Regions from separate parts of the Mus musculus genome. Here all the other regions are linked to region 2. A link is a contact called in public Hi-C and HiChIP or PLAC-seq data. All regions are on one chromosome and are shown on one strand. Each heading gives the region's core, a stretch centred on a gene start, on an enhancer-like site or on the middle of the called end of the contact. The rest is flanking DNA. Distances are from core to core; before and after follow the strand shown.

Region 1 (4,837 bases), core at 872-3,371, 340 kb before region 2:
TCATGAGTGGTTTTACCTGCCTGGATGCCAAGTATCACTGTTTATACTGTATTGGGTATGCTGTTTGGATAAAAGATTCTTGTGTTGGAAAAAGAAAGAAAAACTGTTGTTTAAAACATGGTTCAGGAGCAGAATGTTGAAAGGCTAGCTCAGCCGTCATTACCCTACATTTCTCTTTTTCTTGCCTTTTCTTTCAGTGTCGTGGAAGCATTTGTTTCAGGTAGCACAACTAGGAGGCTGGTTTCTGAAAGCCTCTGGGGCCAATGCTGTGCTGCAAGGCTTTAGAGACTTCCAGGAACTCCCTGCTTCTTTTGGTAAGTCTGTAGGTCTTCAGATTAGGGATGTGTGCAACAACAGGGACGAATCCCTAAAGACATGAGTGAGGGAAGCCAAATGGAATCTCGAACCAACAAACCCACCCAAGGAGGCAAATGTAAACCATCCCTGGAGACGCTTGTGGGTCTCACAAGGCACATTAAGGGAATTCCTGAGATGAATGACACGTTCCACCTCTTGTTTGGGGTATTGTCACAGGTGAGCAGAACTGTTGAAGTTGCCAGGCTTAATGTCTACATTTGATGCATTTTATTATGTTTTTAAAGTTTTGAAAATGAAACACATCAAGATTCTTATTACATTAAACATACCCTGAACCTGTTTGTACTGGATCTCGGTTGCACAACTCCTAACTGTAGCACCTTTACCTACTAACCAATTGTTCTTAGATTTGTTTTCATATTTATAAACTGGTAGTAGAAACAGTTCTTGGTGCAAAGGGAGCTGGATGTAGGGGTGAGCTGATGCTCTGAAGCTCTGTGTGAGCAATGTGAAGTTCTGTGAGAGCCTACCACCTCTTTTCCCTTAGTTCACTGAAGTCTCCTGGCTGCTTCATGTTGCCGCCACTCTTTTTCTCAAATCCACAGGACACCATTCCCACAGACTGCATACCTGAGCATAATGTTCTGCAACTGAGGCAGGCAGTGTCAGCACGATGGCATTTGTGTCCTCTGTATGATCACAGACCATGGGAAGTAAGAATGCCACAGGGATGGTTCAGTTCCATCATACTCACCCAACGCAAGGCCCACTCTTGACCAAACACTGTTCTAAGGTTTTTGACTTTACCTGAACAAATCTCATGTGAATTACTTAACTTTCAGGGGTTCTAGTTTGACACGTCAAACAGTAACATTATAATGTAGATATTTTGTGGTTTTGGCAGTGCTGTGGTGGGGAAGAGGGAGCTGGTGGAGAATGGGAGATCAAGGAGGAGGAGGAGGAGGAGGAGGAGGAGGAGGGAGAGGAGAAAAAGAGGAGAAGGAGGAGGAAGAAGAGGGGGAGGAAAAAGACAATGGGGGTGGGAAGAAAGAATTTACTGGAACCCTGCTGGCTTCCATTCTGTGGGCACTTGAACCTCTCCAGGGTAGGCTGGCAGAGCCTTTATTCCAAAGCCTGGCATTTCTCCCCAAGGCACCATTTCCAACTAATGAGGGTAACTCAAGTGAATCCACAGGAAAGAAAAAGGAAAGTGATATTTTAATTTTACCCAGTTCAGAACATTCAAAGGAATGTGCCTGCAGTTCTGACTCATGAATGTATCAATGCTTTATTTTAGGAGCAGAAATGTGTTCAGTCCAAATTGGCCGTGGAGTGAATAAACATTATTTTTCCACTAAATACACCTCTAAAACAATGGGAAATCTTTCTACAAAGACTGGAAAGAAAAAAACAAAAACAACAAAACCACACAGCAATGACGAGCCTCACCACCCAGAAAAGGGAGCCCCAGAGCTGACCATACTGGCTGTAAAGGACATCCCTGCCTTCAGGCAGTCTGTGTTGCCTTCCCCAGATACCAGGCTGGAAGGATTGTTCCAATTTCCCCCAGCTTTACTCCATTCTGTTACCTGAGATCTATGCGACATCAGGACCAGCATGCATTTGGCTCACTGGTTTTGGCTCCTAATTAAGCAATTAGTAAATTCATAATTGTGCACATCAAATACATATGTGCTGGGCAGTGCCGTTGTGCAAGGTTGACATGCGAGCTTTAGCCTCCCACATCCCCCTTTAAGATTCATCCCCTTAGCAGCTATTCAAACAGGCCAGTTTGTCTATAGGGAGTTGGCATGAGTAATGTACAGCTCAGAGGATTAGAGGAAGGAAAGAGGGAGCATGTGTGTGCATACACATACACACACACACATACACATACACACACTCCTCTTGAGTTGACTATTTATTGAGGAAGTATTAAGAAGGGGTAGAGCCAAGAGGGGTAGTTTAATGATGGTAGAGACAGAAATGCAGTAATAACAATATAAATGCAGAATTCTATATCAGTATATGGCCCTTTTATTCATTAATCACAGAATGAAAACAAGCTAACAAAGGAAAAAAAGTCCCAAACTATGTCCCATTTCTGTTACCTAAAGACATGCAATCTTTTCAGCTGTTTAAAAGCCCTGGCTTTTAAATTAGAGATCCTGAAAGATTGTTTCCTTTCAACTGAAAGGCCAGGCTGGTTTGATTTCTTTTCTTTTCTTTTCTTTTCTTTTCTTTTCTTTTCTTTTCTTTTCTTTTCTTTTCTTTCAATGTACAAATTTTAAAAATGCTAGAAAAAGCTGGTGAAATGGGTGGGTGCCTGCCACTAGGCCTAATGACCTAAGTTGGGTCCTGGGACTCTCACTGGGAGGGAGAAAAATCTGTATTGAAAGATGTAGTGGTTTGAATATCCTTGGACCAGGAAGTGGCACTTTTAGGAGGTGTGGCCTTGTTGGAGAAAGTGTGTCACCGTGGGGGTGAGCAATGAGAGAGATCCTCTTCCTAACTATGTGGGAGTCAGTCTTCTCCTAGCAGCCTTCAGAGGAAGATGTAAAACTCTCAGCTCCTCCTGCACCATGCCTGCTTGGACACTGCCATGCTTCCTGTCATGGTGATAATGGATTGAATCTCTGAACCTGTAAGCCAGCTCTAATTAAATGTTTCTTTATAAGAGTTGCCTTGGTCATGGCAATAAAACCCTAACTAAGACAAATTTGTCCTCTGACCCTTACAGGAGTGCTGTGGCACATATGTATTGCCCACTCCCAACAATAAATAAGAAAAATATTTTTTTAAAGGAATGTTAGTATCCCCTGGAAAGCCCCTGCCCTGTCCCCACATAAGAATACACTGTCCAGGGCTCCTTGTCATCCTATTCATTAAAATTTGTCCAGAACTAAGGCTGTAGAGTGTGTGTGGTTTGAAGACTTGGTCACCAGGATCGGCCTCCTTGTAGTGAAGGATGTGAAGATGGGAGAGGAGCATGTAAAGCTCAAGAGGGTTAAGTCTTCAGGAGGTCACTCTTAGTTGGATCACCTCAGCTAAGCCACAGGCGATAAGTGGGAGGCAGTATCCCTCTCCAATTTATAGGGGTTAATTTATTGATCTGAGGAGACAGATGTCAAGAATCCCTGGCAACATCTGGTGGTTCTGTTTTTTTTTTGTTTTTGTTTTTTTTTTTTTGCAGCTCTTAGATCTGTGTCTACCTGTAACTTGAATTCCCTATCTGCAGCACTAGCAGAGAGAGAGAGAGAGAGAGAGAGAGGGGGGGGTTCACATCTCCAAACCACACTCTTCCCTTTCTGTTTCACTCCCTACAACAGGATGGAGTTTACTGTCCACTCTGAGATCACTTCCTTCTTCAACTCCTCACCCTGTAGCATGGTGCAGCCCATTCCTGGGTACTTCTAGGACACACAAGAGTCCTACACCTGGTGTGACAGTCCAGAGAACCCAGGGTTTCACTCATGCTGGGCAAGAACTCTACCATTGACCCATTTCATTTTTATTTATTATTTAATTTTATTTTTTTATATTTAAACAATTTTTCATTAGATATTTTCTTCATTACAATTCAAATGCTATCCTGAAAGTCCCTTATACCCTCCCCATGCCCTGCTCCCCAACCCACCCACTCCTGCTTCTGGCCCTGGCATTCACCTGTATTGGGGCATATAATCTTTGCAAGACCAAGGGCCTCTCCTTCCAATGACGGCCGATTAGACCATCTTCTGCTACACATGCAGCTAGAGACACGAGCTCAGGGGGTACTGATTAGTTCATATTGTGGTTCCTCCTATAGGGTTGCAGACCCCTTCAGTTCCTTGGGTACTTTCTCTAGCTCCTCCATTGGGGGCCCTGTGTTCCATCCTATAGATGACTGTGAGCATCCACTTCTGTATCTGCTAGGCACTGGCATAGCCTCACAAGAGACAGCTATGTCAGGGTCATGTCAGCAAAATCTTGCTGGCATATGCAATAGTTGCTGCAGACCCTCTCGGGTCCCTTGTTTGTGTAGGACAGGTCTCTGGGTGCAGATGGGCAAGGCGAAAGACAGACAAATGCACACAGGAGATTGTGTAGAATCTGAATGTATTGTCACAAAGTGAACACCAGTCTTATATAATACAGAAAATAAAGGGGGTAGGAAGTCACAGCAGGCAAAGTACATTGAAGTTGCCTGACACAAAACAAAGGAATGACTTCAAAAGGACTTACAGGAACCAGGTAATGTTTACATTAAGATAAAGCAGTCCTGCCTAGGGTCAGCTTAATGACAGGTAAGGATTTCACACCCTAGTCACAGTTAGTGCTACTCCCTTGAGCCTTGTGAAAGCTAGCACCATGGGTTTCTGCTCTAGCAGACCTTCTCATGAATAATGCAATACCACAACCCCCCTATTTCCTGGGCCCTGATAAATTCTTGTATGAGTGTAACTTTTAAGTATCTGTGGAGAATCTCCATTTGTCAGAAGAATTCACCAACTTGCTTCTAATATGCAATGGCTGTACT
Region 2 (4,186 bases), core at 273-2,772:
AACCAACAGTACTCAAGTCCACATTACTATTCAAATCATCAAATGTCATGATTTTTAAAAACTTAGAAAAGCAAGTATTCATTTGTGCAGCTGCAACAGGAAAATGTGAACTTGCATTGGCATACCAGTTTTTCTACTTGTGATTTCTGAACTTTTCCAAAACATAAAATACTTTATATTATACGCCAAACCTGTAGCGCTATCCAGCTTCCCAAGTGTCTGAAAAGATATTTATTTGGAAAATAAAAGTGGAGCACCTGATTGAGGGAAGTGCTGTGCCCTAGAGGAAAGAGCTCAAGGTATGACATATGAAAACACTCCATCTTCACCATCACCCACAAACAAGACTGCCAAGCGCCCAGGAGCATCCTGACTGCCTGAAGAAAGACAAATATTTAGATTCCCAAGATTGCATTTCTAGAGCATGCTTTTCAAAATCCAAGGATTTAAAACTAAGATGAGCTTTAAAAAAATCTTAAAAACAGTAAGGTAATCAGAGGTAAGTCCTAGCACATTCTTTTGTACTTTAAAATGGAAATACTCAAGTAGACCCTCAAAATTACAAAATACAAGGTTAGAGGATAAGAATCTTGCAAATCAGCAAATAAGTCCAAGAGCTGCCACCAAGCCCAGGGTGATGATGTCTCTCTAATGCGGCCTTAATTTCCTTTAGGGAAGATGGATGGGGCATTTCTGGTTAGTTGTGGAAAAAGAGACACAAGAAGCCAGGCTTTATGTTCATTAGAATTGGAAAAGGGCAAATGGATCAAAACATTAGTAGCGAAGAGGGGGTGGGTGGGGGTGGGAGGACAAGGGTAATCCAGTTTCCAATCAGGCCAGTGGGTGCTGCAGAGAAGCCAGAGGAAAACTGGCTTCGGAGCCAAACTGTGCCAAGCATCGGGCATTACAAAAGACCAGTGTGACAACCCACACCCCGGGGCATCACGCACACACCCAGCGGGTACTCCCTCACCCTCACCTCCTGTAGCAATTATGCAATTTGGGAAGAGCTCCGGACAGCCGGGCACTTTGCGCCGCGACATCCATCCTGGACTTTGCGGAGACTTAGTTCCTGGCTGCGGTGGGCTCGGGAGGGGAGGGGAGAGGTCCTCGTGGGCGAAGGACGGCCACACTCTGCGGGACGGGGGAGGGGCGCGCGGGCCCCAGCGGACACGCGCAGGGTCAGGGAGGCCTGCGGGGCCGCGGGCGCGCACCCGAGCCGAGGCCGCGGCGGGGGCGGGGATCTCGCCGGGCTGGCCCTCGCCGCGTGGGGTCCCCGCGCGCCCCACGCCGCGGCTCTGGCCGCGGCCACGCCCGCCCGCCCTCACCTACTCACCTCGCGGCGTCGCCCGCGCTCCAGCCGCGGCTCCGACGCCGAGTCCGGGAGTGAAACCGCCGCCTCCGCGAGCCGCCGCCGCCGCCACCGCCGCCGCCGCCCGCCGTCCGCGCGCGCCCCCTCCCAAGCGCGCGCTCGCCCTGCCTGCCCTGAGAGCCCGCGACAGCGCGAGCCCCACGTCGGCCTCGCGGTGTCGCGCCCGCGAGCCCGCGACGCGATTTAGCCCCGCCCCCGCCGGCGCGTGCCCGCTCGAGGACCTGTGAGGTGCGCGCGCAAAAGTAAAGTGACAGCTGAGTCCTGGGCTGGGCGGGCCGGAGCAAAGGCGGGTTAGGGCGAAGGGAAAGGGAGGAGGGAAATCGAGGCTCAACGGCGGCGGGAAGGGAGGGACGAGAGGACCTTGAGGAGCGCACGAATTAAAGGGACACGCGGGCTAAGGGGTGGGGTTGCGCTTCAATAAGGTGCAGTGCGGCGGACTGGGATGAGGGGTAGGGAGAACACACACACACACACACACACACACACACACACACACACACCTGCACCACCAGCTCGTGCTCGCGCAGGACCCACCTGCACCGCTGTTGGAAAACTTCGCGTGGGCCCGGGTGAAGCCACATTTTACCCCTTAACTGCTGCAGGGAAGGTCCTGCGGTGCCTAGTCCTGTCCAGGGCTGCTAGCTGTCACTCTGGGAGGCTGGGGAGGGCGGGGCGGGACGAAGGGGGCAGCACTATCAGAGCAAGTGGGAGGCTGCCACTGTGCCTGAAAGACACAGGTGGGATAGTAGCCATGCTGTGGGTGGCCTGAGGAATATAAGGTTGCCCTGTCATTGTAGCCCAAAATAGCTACTTAAAACAAAACAAAACAAAACAAAACAAAAACCTGCACATGCTTTGTTAACTCAGCGCCCATGAACTCACTTCACCACCACCACCACCACCACCACCACCACCACCACCACCACCACCACCACCACCCACACACACACACACACAACACCTCCAGCCTATCATAACCGCTGAGATCTAGGACTACTCTTAACTTCTGTGAGGATTCTTGGGAGTGGCTGAGCCCATGCACTAGTCCTGCTCAGCAGAGAGGGCTAAAGACAGACCTCCATTTCAAGTATGGTCCAAATCACTTGAACAGTGCTAGCCAATACATAGGAAACCATGGGAAACCCAACCTACCAGATGCCATAGGCCACCATGGGAATGTGAAGTTCTGAGTCAATCAAGCAGCCTAAACAACTAGTGCAAAAAGACCCCAGAGACTAGAGCAATACAAGACTCATAACCTGTATCTGGAACAGAAAATGCTTCCACGAGATACATTCAAGAACTGGCTTTTAACCAATTACATCACTGAAAACTGCCCAAAGCAGCTAGTAATGTCTAGCCTGGAACTGACTACTGAGAAAAAAAAAATGACAGCACCTTTGTCCTTACGAATGTCAGCTCAAGAATGTATGAGAGGAAGAGTTAGAAATGAGTGAAACCTGGTTTTCTGGTTTGTGTGGCCACTTAAATCTGTCTCATGGTGTGTGTATTTCCGACATAGTACAGTGTATTAGTAGAAATGCATCATATTTAGAATATGATCAAATACAGTATTTCATAGACAGTCTTAACCTCATGAACTCTTTGCCTATTCCCATTCTTCTGATTATGTTTCAAGAATACAGAAGTAGCAGAGCCTTGACTGTGTTTTGAAACCCTTTAAAAATTGTTTTGTTTTGATGCTGGGATTTGACCCAGGGCTTCAACAGGCTAAGCAGGCACAGAAGTTCTGCCACTGAACTCTACATCCTGCCTCTGGTAGCCTATGCTTCTGTGTGTGTGCTGTTGGCTTACAATGAATGTTTCATAAGAAAACACCCTTCTGCCCCAGCCACTGTTGAGTCGTTTTGTTGTTCTGTCACTGGCAGTGGGGCTTGGGGATGTTGTGATGTCAGCTTCCACTCAGGGAATAGAATTGAAGAGCTTCGATGCCATTGTTGAAACTGTGTTTCAGCAGCATTTTGTCCATCTGCAGATGTTTTAGCTGGCATTTTTCAAAGTTCAAAACAGGACTATAAGTCCGATTCACCCTTATCATTCATTCTAGGAATACTAAATACTGTGGGCCAGGCTCTTGTTTATTGAGTCTAGGTAGTAGGGATATAACTATGAATGAAGAGGAGAGCCAGGCCTCACAGGGTTTCCCTGTTCTTATCCTTGTCAGTTTCACACTCTACATTAGATCATTAGTGAATTCTGCTGATCTTGTTGTCCAAAATGTCTGCTGATCATTATTCCAGAAAGCAACAGCCAGTCAAGTCCCAGGTATATGTATGGCAATGAGTCTCTATTACAAAAATGTGGCATCTCTAACACAACCCCTACACCCCAAGACCGGAGTCTTGGAAGTCTAAGGAAATCTAAGGATTTAGGGTACAAGGAAATCTAAGGATTTAGATACAATGAGGCCGAAGAATGCTTTTTAGGAACCAGAAGATATGGAAGGCTGCAGCAAAACAGCATCTTGTGGACAAAGTAGGGATGTGGCACCTATAGACTCACAAGTGTGCCTGTCTGCATAGAACCACAGTGATCAAAATGCCAATATAGATGGGGGTAGGATCACAAGCCCCACCTCCAGGTGAACAGCTACAGGGATTCAAAGCCTTCTGAGGGAGGGTTGGCTTTCTTCAGGGACAAGAAAGGTTGCCCAAACCCTAGTGGTCAGTTATACATCCATATCCATACACAAGCAAGTCTACCTGCACTCAGTAGTCTGCCTTTGTGCAAGTGAATTACAGAAGGGGAGGACATAAACTGGGGATTTGAGACAGGGATATGGGTGGAGAAAGA
Region 3 (4,787 bases), core at 1,584-4,083, 440 kb before region 2:
CTAGGCCAGGGAAGTCACTATGGAGAGTGAGAAGGGGGTAAAGGGGAAGAGAAAAAAAAAAAGAACATGCACAGAGAGGGGGAAAGAGAACACAAGGAGACCAAAATATCTGTATTATATAGGAAAGAGCCTCTGGGAGAAGGGCAGCCCAGACCCTGGACTGGAAAGTTCAGGAGAGCAAGATATGCTGAGGGATGCTGGCAGAACCTGGAAGCCAGGTCTGCTTTGATAGGTAAAATATGCACCTCATTCACTTGTTCTGTGGTCCAAAACCAAACAATTAGGACCACCTTGTTATTGCCACCTTGAAACATGACTTTGTTTCGGGAGGTTGTTATGACCAACTTGCCATGCTTATATTCTGTGATTGTAACCCTGTCTCTTTGCTGCCAAATATCCCATTTGGAAACCCCTACTCCTGAACTATAAAACCCTATCTTCCCCATGCCCAATGCTTATCATTTGAACCCTGACTTAGGGAAAGACACCCATGTACATGAATAAAAAAAAAGCCTCGTATAATTAATTTGGCCATGATTTGCATCAAGGGTTTTTCTCCTTGCATCTGCGGGCTGAACAACTGAACAACAGTCCTTAGGTTAACCATATCACTGGTACTAATAAATATTTTTAAGTATGTGGATGCAGGAATGAATTAAATAAGGACCAAGAAAGGAACAGAAGAGAAAGTAAGAGGGGTTGAGTTTCCTTGTGCCTTGTGTTTATCTTGTGTGTATTTTATGTTGATGTGGGCCCCAGTGCTGGCCTCTAAACTGCATGTTCTGAGTTCCCACTTTTTACTTTCCACATTGCTCTCAGTTACTCCATTATAGTCTGGCTTTGACTCAGCAGAAAAACAAGGATGTTAAGGAAAGGAAGGGCAGGCTGGGAATGGGGTGACAATAGGAATCTCCAGAGTGACCCCTTCTTCTGCTTCTGGAATTAGAGTTCTAGGAAGCAAACAGGGAGAAAGAGGCTATCTCCTTCCCACTTCCTTCCAGGTGTGAGGTCAAGACACTTAGTCTAACTCCTCCCGGGAGAGTCAGCTATTGAAATGAGGTTAAGACCAGCATGGTTTTCTTCATAGCACTGCAGACATCTGTTGAGTGGACAGTGTGGTTCAGGGATGACTGCCTGCCGGGCTTCTGGAGGTTACTTTTGTCAAGACTGAAAATGCCCCAAAGGACTTAGTGGATGGGGGAAATTCTAATGGCAGATGACCTTACAGCCCTGCAGGCTCTCCTGAAACCAAGTTCAACAAACAACTGTGTGCCTGGCAAGCCTGGACCTATTTTTTTTCCCCCAGGGCGACTCCTTGAATACCCCCATTTGAGGCCATATGCCTGGTAATGGTGCACGCTCAAGCACAATCCTGGTTTGCAGGCGAATTGAGGGACACATGTCAGTTCACCTGAAATTAGCCCCAGCCCTGAAATTACTCATGAGATGTTTTTACTTTTTAAAATCCTGAGAAAACTTTAGGACCCCACTGGGATTCTCAGATTTCAGGTCTTCAGCAATCCATGGCAGATGGGGAGGGAATGATTTCTGGTAGACTTTATTGACTAAACTTGCCTGTAATACCTATGGGAAGGGAAGAGGGAACTAATTTCCCCTTTGTAAGATGATAAGGATAACAATAATAATCATGTTGCCATTATGATGATGATTAACATATCTAAAGACTTAGTAACAGTGCCTGGCTCATGGTATCATTCAGTATTTATGTCTCTTATCCTCTTGTTTTGATTTTTTTAAAAATAAGTAGCTTAACTGATACACTAATGGGCCACAGTGAAGAGCTGCTCTTTCTCCGAGTCCCTTTCCCATCTGGAGTGATTTCTGGGCCTTTTAACATCCATCCAGATAATCAAGACAGATATGTATTAGGATTTTTTTTTTAAATGTATGAAGCTTTAAAATGACTAATGATAGTGCACAACACATTTCTGTGACATCTTTTTTTTTTTTTAAATAACAGCTTTGTTGAGATATAGCCCACAAAGCATATAGCTCATCCACTCAGAACATACTTTGCCTTTTTCCATATCATGTATCTCACAGCTTCACACATCCCCAACCATATAATATATACCATCATCTTCTTTGTGAATACACCATTCCCTGTATGGCTGGTTCATGGCTTTCCTTGCTCAGTCATCTATTTATCTATCGATCAATATATCTATCTATGGATACACAAGAGAGGAGTGGAATGGGAAAGGTCTCTTGTGAGTCAGGCTGGCCTTGAACTTACTATTTAAGATGACAATGAACTTCTGTTACTCATGCTTCCAGCTGCATGTCAGCCATGAATGTAGTGAGGAGCAATTGCATTAAGTCCTGTGAAAGAAGAGCTGAGAACCGTGCCTGTCTCGTGGAAAAGGTCCTTTTCGAGCATAGAGGATATACTTGCTGAGTGTGTAAGAAGCTCTGAGTTCAACGTCCAGCAATACATAACCAAAGCATGGTGTTGAAAGACCCCTGTTTTGGGGAGACCCTCGATCAGGTCCCGGAATGAGCCAATGCCCCAATAGCTCGAGAGAGACCATTCTTGATGCAATATTGCATGAGGTTTATTCAGGAATCAGAGCATGCTGAGGCTGAGCTCATAACCTGCACAGGGGCAGAGGAGATCGACCCTCAGCAGTTGCAGTGGAGGGTTTTTAAAGGAAAAAAAAAACACAAAGAAAGGGGAAGCTGAGTAAACAGCATAAGAATGGGGATGATGAATTACAGCTCATCTCTTACGGAAAGGTTACAGGCTATCTTTGGCAAACATTCTTGGTCCCTTACACAATGAATCAGGTGCCTGAGTGGGTCAAGATTGTGGTGAACAAGTTCCTGGGATTAGGTGGGTCACCCAGTGGTCATTGGTTTTTCAGGCTGAAGGCGAAAGAACAAAGAACTCCATGCTGGGCGTTGTTTCTAGGGGTCTAAGAAACACATTGAGTTGGGGTCTTACAGTGTCATGTGTCAGTAATACCAGCACTCAGTAGAGAGAAGTAGCAGGATCAAGAGTTTAAAGTCACCATTGGCTACATAGTGACTTCAAGAGTGGGCTGGGCTACATGAAACCCTGCTTTAGAACATACACACAAACACAAACAGCCTTTTCTTGCTGTGGTTATAGGAAAGACTGAAAAATACCTCTGATCTCATGCCAGTCAAATTCTCAGGGGCCACCATTCATTCTCAGATTGTTCCGATCTGTTCCAGTAGCTATGGGTGACTTGTATGCAAACTTATGTCCGTGTGTAGTATGTATACCTTTAAGCGTGCTATAGTGAGAACCTGGCTTACAGCTGAATAATGGGCCCACCATTATAACTGGTCAACAGAATTTTGATAGTTAGTAGAGTTCTATTAAAATAAAAACTCCAGTACTTCCCAGTTGTCCTTGCCATCTTCCCTTCCAAGCCCCTGTCATGATGTCAAGATTCATGAATGGAAGTCATATAATTACTAATAACAGTGTATTAGTCACAGAGGACATGTTAAAACCACAGTAGCTGTGAGGTACAAGGTTTCTGGTGTGTAGGTATGTTATGGCTGATTGTAACTAAGGAACAGGCCCAAGCTGCCAGTGAATGGGATGGACTGATAGATTTCAGAGGAACAGTTGGACATGCAGTCAGGGTACCATCCACCGGTATCCATCATTCAGGGCAGAACTGGTAGAAACCTGGATATCCATCAATATAAGACTGAAAGGGCTTGGGCTGTGGCTTACTTGGTAGAGCACTTGCCTAGTATGTAGGAAACCCTGGTTTTAATCCCCTCCACTGCAAAAACTGAGATATGTTGACATATGCTTGTAATCCTAGCAGTAGGCAGATAGAAGCATGGGTAATGGTGAATGGAAGTTCACTGTTTTCTTAAATAGTAAGTTGAAGGCAGAGCTACCCTTTCCATTCCACCCCTCTCTCATATATCGATTGATACTTGTTGGAGGACTTCGGTCAGTGAGTGAGCAGCCCAGATCCTTCCTGCTTTTTCCATTGTGGGCACAGAGGTCCTGGATGTGAGCAAAATGAAGGATAAAAAATATGACTGCACATAGGACCTGTTCTCAGAAGGAATGGTTAATACACAGAACTCCTGAGCATGATGTGTTTCTGCATAATTCTTCCATCTAAGGTGTGTTCTCTGAAGACTTTTGGGAGCATACAAAGGAAGCACAAAGTACCTGTGTAGACAAAAGGCCTTCGGTTATGTTGAGCTTGCTGGCTGTGGGACTCTGCTGCTTCCTTCCCTTGGGGTGCTGGGGATGGGGTGGGGTCAACCCTAGGATTCACATGTACCAGGCATGTGTTCTTCCATTGAGTTACACTTACAGCTGTTGGCTTCAACCATCTTTTTAGCACCAGTGGGATACTGAGTCTGCGGGCTTTTTTTTTTTTTTTTTTTTTTTTTTCTTTAGAGTCTTATGTAACCCAGCCTTGAAGTGGGATATTAATTGAGTAAATTTGATGCCTCTTAAATTCCTGTCAGCATTCAGCATTAAATAATGAACTTAAAGTTCTCAACATGGGCTAAGGTAAGGTTTGTACAAAATGGTGGTTATCTCACGAACCATGACTCTAACCATTTCCTCATCAGCAGGCCCAAGCTAAATAAGTCATCTCCACCCCCACCCCCCAACCTCAATACATTGCTTGGAAAATGGGAATTCTTTCTCTTTTTGAGCCAGGATTCCAAAATCCAATATTTCTGCCTCAGCCTCTTGGGTCCTGGGATTCCAGATACATACCACCTCATTTAGATTTGGGGCTTTTAACGGGACT

Evidence for each region. A called contact is a pair of places that touch in the nucleus more often than the background predicts. HiChIP or PLAC-seq counts read pairs in DNA pulled down with a chosen protein or histone mark.
Region 1: a contact with region 2 is called in a Hi-C map of cortical neurons, with 1.7 times the contacts expected there. The contact joins the enhancer-like site here to the promoter of Ube2e2 in region 2. A contact is called at or near these places in 8 of 39 promoter capture datasets (the 3T3-L1 cell line, 3T3-L1-derived adipocytes, the HPC-7 cell line and 4 more), 2 of 484 Hi-C or Micro-C datasets (cerebral cortex and cortical neurons), 7 of 115 datasets of contacts at active chromatin or transcription factors (embryonic forebrain, embryonic limb bud, embryonic stem cells and 3 more) and 2 of 9 other capture datasets (adipose tissue and liver).
Region 3: a contact with region 2 is called in an H3K27ac HiChIP or PLAC-seq map of extraembryonic endoderm stem cells, with 9 times the contacts expected there. The contact joins the enhancer-like site here to the promoter of Ube2e2 in region 2. A contact is called at or near these places in 7 of 39 promoter capture datasets (the 3T3-L1 cell line, cranial neural crest, frontonasal cranial neural crest and 3 more), 9 of 115 datasets of contacts at active chromatin or transcription factors (astrocytes, embryonic limb bud, embryonic stem cells and 3 more) and 2 of 9 other capture datasets (adipose tissue and liver).

Annotation. Positions count from the first base shown.
Region 1 is chr14:18,552,655-18,557,491 of GRCm38.p6, forward strand. Gm32587 (a long non-coding RNA gene) reads left to right here. Exons shown (of 3, transcript XR_874230.2): 3 at 1-2,380. Among named protein-coding and RNA genes, the nearest start is that of Gm38620, 61 kb to the left of the region's middle. Within about 2 kb of position 2,122, at least 33 of the 459 cell types and tissues checked have an H3K27ac peak or open chromatin away from gene starts, as enhancers often do. A contact at or near this core is called in cortical neurons, where this site is marked.
Region 2 is chr14:18,892,249-18,896,434 of GRCm38.p6, forward strand. Ube2e2 (ubiquitin-conjugating enzyme E2E 2) reads right to left here and starts at 1,523. Exons shown (of 6, transcript NM_144839.2): 1 at 1,337-1,523.
Region 3 is chr14:18,452,913-18,457,699 of GRCm38.p6, forward strand. No RefSeq gene overlaps it. Among named protein-coding and RNA genes, the nearest start is that of Gm32587, 8.3 kb to the right of the region's middle. Within about 2 kb of position 2,834, at least 2 of the 459 cell types and tissues checked have an H3K27ac peak or open chromatin away from gene starts, as enhancers often do. A contact at or near this core is called in extraembryonic endoderm stem cells and second pharyngeal arch cranial neural crest, where this site is marked.